2 separate regions of the Zea mays genome follow, and region 1 is linked to region 2. Evidence: chromatin contacts called from public Hi-C data. All regions are on one chromosome and are shown on one strand. Each heading gives the region's core, a stretch centred on a gene start, on an enhancer-like site or on the middle of the called end of the contact. The rest is flanking DNA. Distances are from core to core; before and after follow the strand shown.

Evidence for each region. A called contact is a pair of places that touch in the nucleus more often than the background predicts.
Region 1: a Hi-C map of leaf shows a contact between it and region 2, with 6 times the contacts expected there. The contact joins the promoter of LOC100381411 here to the promoter of LOC100274207 in region 2. A contact is called at or near these places in 3 of 25 Hi-C or Micro-C datasets (ear and leaf).

Annotation. Positions count from the first base shown.
Region 1 is chr6:117,940,770-117,944,277 of Zm-B73-REFERENCE-NAM-5.0, forward strand. It overlaps LOC100381411 (Alpha-glucan water dikinase 1 chloroplastic), which reads left to right and starts at 1,277. Exons shown (of 33, transcript NM_001361424.1): 1 at 1,277-1,523; 2 at 1,646-1,962; 3 at 2,080-2,121; 4 at 2,206-2,315; 5 at 2,498-2,576; 6 at 2,648-2,739; 7 at 2,827-3,010; 8 at 3,113-3,346; 9 at 3,425-3,508. The coding sequence starts at 1,735.
Region 2 is chr6:117,765,108-117,768,676 of Zm-B73-REFERENCE-NAM-5.0, forward strand. LOC100274207 reads left to right here and starts at 2,139. Exons shown (of 6, transcript NM_001360561.1): 1 at 2,139-2,207; 2 at 2,345-2,467; 3 at 2,598-2,725; 4 at 2,805-2,906; 5 at 3,048-3,569. The coding sequence starts at 3,213.

The DNA of each region.
Region 1 (3,508 bases), core at 27-2,526, 170 kb after region 2:
TTTTGTGACTTGGACCATCTGGAAGCAAAGAAATGATTTCATCTTTAAAAATATGGTCCCTTCGTTTTCTACATGGATGATTTGTTTCAATGACACGTTGGAGCTTCAGATGTTTGGATTTAGCCCTACCCTTAATTTTTGAGTATCCTCTTCTTTCTCTTTCTTAATTTTTTAGTATCCTCTTCTTTCTCTTTCTCTTTTTTCTATCCAGCTCGTTCGGTTCCTTTGTTTCATCTTGTTATATTTTATGCAATAAATAAAGCTGTGCCGCAGGTTTCCTCTACATCCTTTTTCTTTTCAAAAAAACGTCACAGACTATCCAAGTAATTTCTTCACAAAACTACCAAAGGTAGCATGCAGTGGCATAGGCAAATAAATTTCTTCTAAATTGTATAAAACACAATAGTGGCTTGCTCTAAATTTCATCAATCATCAATACTGTGATTCGTTTTAGATCTTGTGCCATCAACGCGGCCATATCGGCCAGTGTTGAGGGGTCAAACCGGGGATCGATATCCTAGGCTGCAGTTGATTGTGGGCTAACTAGGCAATGAGCTGTAAGTATATGCTACGTAACGTACATATTTTTGTCGTTCTTGCCAAAATCAAGCCTCAGCTTAAATTCGTTTCTAGCAGTACTTTTGATTGATATAATAAGTTCTAACGATTTTGCGTATGTGTATGTTGAAGATTTGTTTGATTTTGTTGCCACATGCTTGTCCGAAACTAGTTGCAGCACCTGAAATCTGATGCAAATTCAAGTGCCATATAAATGACGGATAAAATTAAGGACACCAGGAAATATATGATTGGCTCAAAAACTGAATGTAACGCTGTCAGTTATCGCTTCTCAGAGCAAAGCAAGTACAATAATATGCTGTAAAATAACTAATTGTTGAGGTAAAAGAGAGATAAAAAGAAAGAGAAGAGAGAGATAAAGCTGTAAAAACTAATACTACATATTAGAAAAAATATTATATACACCCAGGATGTAAAACCACTACTTTGCAGCTTTTCATATCCACACCAATAGAAAAAAAATTAGGCTTGCTAGTAAAATCTCACATGTTCATGTTGCTACGTCTTTCCACTGATGGTGGCATGGTGCTACTTTTTTTTTTCAGTGCGCTGAAAATGATAGAAGCAGGAAGGGAGAGGATGCGAAATTGGCATTGTAATTCGGTCTCTTGCTACCTCCAAGCGAGAAGATAATTACAGGTCGCGTCTCGTAGCGTCCACCCACGCCGACGCCGGACTGTGCGCATTCTTCGGGAACGGGACAGAGGAGAGAGGCGAGCGAGCAACGAGACGCTGCGCTGACCGCCCGCCCCGCCCGCGCCCATTCCTCCTCCCACTCCATCCTCCTCCTCCGCAGCCCGCGCTTCGCCGCTCGCGCCTCCTTCCCATCCTCTTCTTTTCACCGCCACCCCTCTTCGCTCTTTCGGAGCCACCGTGAGTGCGCCGCGGCTTCATCTTGCTGATCGTGTCCGTGGCTTCTTGATACTCCGTGACTGTCTCCGTCCGTGCGTGCGCTGGCTTGATCCTGGCGGTTCTTGTTCTTGCCTGCATTCCACTCGTTCGCTTCCTCGCGATAATATCTGCTTCGTCTTTTTTTTTTCCTTCTGGTTTCTTCTGGTATGTGTAGGAAGCGAGTGAGCAAGCCGACCAACAGCGGCTGAGATTCGCTGCAACGTCGGTATCAAAAGGTGTCCGAGCGGTTGAGATTCGCGTGCCATGTCCGGATTCAGTGCCGCGGCCAACGCAGCGGCGGCTGAGCGGTGCGCGCTCGCGTTCCGCGCACGGCCCGCGGCCTCCTCGCCAGCGAAGCGGCAGCAGCAGCCGCAGCCAGCGTCCCTCCGACGCAGCGGGGGCCAGCGCCGCCCCACGACGCTCTCCGCCTCTAGCCGCGGCCCCGTCGTGCCGCGCGCCGTCGCCACGTCCGCGGACCGCGCGTCCCCCGACGTAAGCACCTCATGCCTGCTCTATCTTTCGCCGCTGGGCCATCATCAGCTGATGTTCTCCCACTGTTTGGCAATTTGCCTGCTTCATTTTCATGTCTTTCCGTTGCTCTTGTCGCAGCTTATCGGAAAGTTCACGCTGGATTCCAACTCCGAGCTCCAGGTGCGACCGCTGGATACCAGGTTCATTCACCCATCTGCTACGATTTTATCTCTATAACACTATTGGTGCATTGTGTGGGAACAGGTCGCAGTGAACCCAGCGCCGCAGGGTTTGGTGTCAGAGATTAGCCTGGAGGTGACCAACACAAGCGGTTCCCTGATTTTGCATTGGGGAGCCCTTCGCCCGGACAAGAGGTGTGAGGCACTGCTTCTCTTGCCGCTTTTGATGATAAAACATGTCTCAAACATGCTCGTATGCCATTTGCTGCCGTCGAAGCTTCTCTTCCCGCTTTTGCACTCAGTCACACATGCTCTTATGCCATTTGCTGCACTTCCTTTTAGATTGAATTTGATGTACTTGAGCTACTTGGCTGCAGAGATTGGATCCTCCCGTCCAGAAAACCTGATGGAACGACAGTGTACAAGAACAGGGCTCTCAGGACACCTTTTGTAAAGGTCAGTCGTCTTGCATCAAGGATCTTTGTGCCACCACGGAACAGTAGTTACTAATGTCCATAACTGTGCAGTCAGGTGATAACTCCACTCTAAGGATTGAGATAGATGATCCTGGGGTGCACGCCATTGAGTTCCTCATCTTTGACGAGACACAGAACAAATGGTAATGCTGCTGTTTGGATTACTTTGCAGCACTGTTTGTTTATTTGAATGAACAAGATATCAACCATCTGAACTCTACTTTGGACAGGTTTAAAAACAATGGCCAGAATTTTCAGGTTCAGTTCCAGTCGAGCCGCCATCAGGGTACTGGTGCATCTGGTGCCTCCTCTTCTGCTACTTCTACCTTGGTGCCAGAGGATCTTGTGCAGATCCAAGCTTACCTTCGGTGGGAAAGAAGGGGAAAGCAGTCATACACACCAGAGCAAGAAAAGGCAAGCTTTTAGTACTAAACATTCCATCGTCCATCTTAATGGAAGTTGATGCACTAAGTTATTAGTAAACTAAAAGTAGGTAGCGGTTGCATTTTTCTCCAGGAGGAGTATGAAGCTGCACGAGCTGAGTTAATAGAGGAAGTAAACAGAGGTGTTTCTTTAGAGAAGCTTCGAGCTAAATTGACAAAAGCACCTGAAGCACCTGAGTCGGATGAAAGTAAATCTTCTGCATCTCGAATGCCCATCGGTAAACTTCCAGAGGATCTTGTACAGGTGCAGGCTTATATAAGGTGGGAGCAAGCGGGCAAGCCAAACTATCCTCCTGAGAAGCAACTGGTAATACATTGATTCAACAGCGTAAAATAGCTTGTTGATTTGATGCTTTGTGGAGGTTCTTATTTCACAATTTGCCAGGTAGAATTTGAGGAAGCAAGGAAGGAACTGCAGGCTGAGGTGGACAAGGGAATCTCTATTGATCAGTTGAGGCAGAAAATTTTG
Region 2 (3,569 bases), core at 889-3,388:
TAGTTATGTAAATTCTAGCTCTCTAACTCACAGAATTAAGTAGTTGCTAAATAACTTTGAGAGTAAAAAAACGTGAGTTCTCCAATAGTTCTCTAAATATAGGTTGTAGTTTTGTTTTGTATCTATCTACATAAAAAATAAGTCACAAATGTCAATAATCACCTTCATTGGCTATATAATGCAGTCAACAGTTTTGTTTATGCTCCGTTTGGATGTCGATATTGGAGGGCATGTAATTGAATTAGGTTCAATACCAAAGCAGCCATGTTATTGAAATGAGATGTAATTCCAAATCTATTGTTTGAATGTCATTGAATTGAAGTTTATAATTATGTGATCCAATTCCACGCAATATAGAGGAGTGACACTTTGTATTGGGAGAGGGAGTTTCTAGTTACACTTCAATTCCATGGAATTGAGTCTCTGATTCGAAACCAAACAATAGAATTCTGGAAAATTGATTCAATTCCCAATGATGTGTTTCAATATCTACATCTAAACGGGGTATTAGGGAGTTACTAAATGATTGGTAGATGTAGAGAGAAAATTAGGTTAGATGAAAAGTTGCTAAATTTAGGAAGTTAATTTAGAGAACTATAAGAGAGTAGTTATTATGTTAACTATCTAAATTAATGATTTAGGAAATCTTTTAATAATTATTGAAGTTGCTCCAAGCATGCTCGCATACAAGAGTTGTATTGTTGGAGCGCAAGAGCGTGGTATCGTAATTAGGGCTGGAAATGGATGTCTGGAGATCCGAGTTATCCGTATTCGTATTCACTAAAACTACTAGTATGGATATCTGTATTCGTATTCGATTTCAATATGGATGTCAAATGGATGTATTCGAATTCGATTTATAGTACTTTTCTCTATCTGATTCCATATTCGTATTCGAAAAAACCATGAAACATCCGATACTATCCTATTCGTGAAAAATGTGTTTCATGAAACCATTTCAAACTTAACTTTATCATTAATCACTAATTAAAAATGATTTTAAGTTTAGTAATATACTAGAAAAATGATATATATCATTTAAAATATTTATATGATAAATAAATAAATTATCAACCTTATATTTCTAGTGATATTTAATAATAAAACTCAAAAGTTTTCATAAACATTAAATTATAACTCTCCACTTTATCTATAGAGCGAACACATCTCAACGAAGTTCGATAAACATTCTTGGTACACACATTACAATATATAGATAAATTTCTTCATTTAAGTTTTGGTACACACATTTATAGATAAATTTCTTCATGTTATCAATTAAACTCAAACATCATACTATAACTCTCCACTTTACAATATATAGATAATTTTCTTCATGTTTTCATTTAAGTTTTGGTACACACATTTATATATATGATATTCATTCATTTTAGAACAACAAATTTGTTTTGCTTGGTACATTTACTATTTTATATCGATTGTAATTTACTTGTATCTGTACAAATGTCACTTGTTAAATAACACATGTTCTTTTGTTACATGCTTCGATAGTTTAAAATATTATTTATATAGTTTTGTTGACTTGGATACGGTGGTTCACGAGAAATCTATTTTAATTTAAGTTTGTTTTGACTTTCTATTTACTATCTTTAAACTTGTACTTAAATAAAAATCCATATATGCATATGTTAAATTTTAGGGTATGATGTTTGAGTTGAATTGAGTAAATATCCGAATAAGAATTCAGATTCAACTATCTATTTTGTATTCGTAATCGAAGATATTCGAATTTGTATCCGAATTTAAACTAAAATATGGTAAACCGTGACATTCGAATTCGTATTATTGGTTCCATTTTCACCCCTAATCGTACTTGGCAAGTCGACACACAAACTTAATTTATACCTGTTTGCTTGACTTTAAATTATACATATTTCTACTGTTTTTACAGACAGTAAAAAAACTGGCTTTAATCCGGCAAGCTGCGACGCGCTCGGCAAGTCACCGTCACGGCCATCGGTCAAATGAGAACGCAACCTAGGAATAAAGACCACCAGCCGCTGCATCCTTGTCCTCTCTTTTCTTGCCATTTCTCTCTTCTTCCTTGCTGTGCACTACACAAACCAACCATAACTTCTCTTGTTCTCGTTCTCTTCCCTGCGTGAACCGCGGACCAAGAAGAAGCGGGCGTTGGGGACTTTGGGATTTGAAAGCCTACATATTATTATTTCTCTAATTCAGGCGTGGTGAGTCGCTTCTCGTCCTCGGCTGAGCGCGCGAGTTCATCATGCGATTTTCGCTGTAACTTCTGTTGAATTTAGTTTTGCCGGGCGTTGGGGTTTGAATCGGTCGGGGTGATCTGATCCGAGATGTGATGTTGCAGGTCTGTGCTGGGAGGGAAGGGATCTGTGGGGCTGCAGCCCCATCCGGGCTGAGGGTTGAAGGATCCGGCCCTTTGGTGTGCTCCCCCAATCGGGTTATTATTTCTCTAATTCGGGCGTGGTGAGTTGCTTCTCGTCCTCGGTTGAGCGCACGAGTTTATCCTGCGCGTTTCGCTGTAACTTCTCTTGGATTTTGCTCCGGGGTTTGGGGTTTGAATCGATTGGGGTGATCTGATCTGAGATGTGATGCTGCAGGTTTGTGCCGGGAGGGAAGGAATCCGTGGGGCTACAGCCCCATCCGGGCTGAGGGTTGAAGGAACCGGCCCTTTGGTGCGCTCCCCCCAATCGAGGAAAAGGGGGCAGCGGATGCTTTGTTGCCTTCGGTGAGCAATTTCACTGACTTTTGGTTACAATTTACTGGGGATTTGAGTAAATTCCTGACCCATCGCTCCAAATGATCAGACCGTCGCAGGCTCGCAGCATCCGTTACGCGATTGGGAATGGACCATCAGCAGGTCGAAATGACTGTTCTGTGACACTTTCCCCCCAATCCCATCAATCCCGGTACGCACCTCACCCGTTTCACCTATCATCTGTTTATTTTGTACCCAGTTAACTGAAGGTTTTCCAAGTTTTGTGCAGATTTGATTTTTATTTGAACACAAGATGGGATTGTAATCTCGGTTGCTGTTCTGTGCCTCTTAGGTTTTCCTCCGTCCTGGATTTGGAAGGGAGGAACTCTTGGATTTCTGTCTCCATGGCGCACGAATTGTAGTTTCCAGAATCTTACTTTGTAGATTTAGTGTAAATAATAGTGATAGCAGCTGGTGACGAATCTCGGGTTTCCTTAGTAGCTGTCACCCTGTGAATATGTCGTCGGCAGGTGTGATTGTCTTGGGGCCAGTTCCAGAAGACCCTGCCTTCCTGCCCATCTGCTTCAATGGCAGCCGGTCACAGCACTGCTCATCTGGGTCACAACTGCAGGATTCCATTCTTATTTTCCTTGCTGTGCCGGGTATGCCACCCATGCCCATGAGCGTGCTGGGATCTGAGTCTATTGCATCTGTCAAGCTGCGCATCCAGCAGTTCAAGGGCTTTGTGGCGACGAAGCAGAGGCTTGTGCTGGATGGGCATGAGCTGGCAAGAAACAACTCCCCAGTCAAGGATTATGGGCTGGCCGAGGGAAATGTTCTGCATCTTGTTATTCGACTATCAGATCTACGTGTG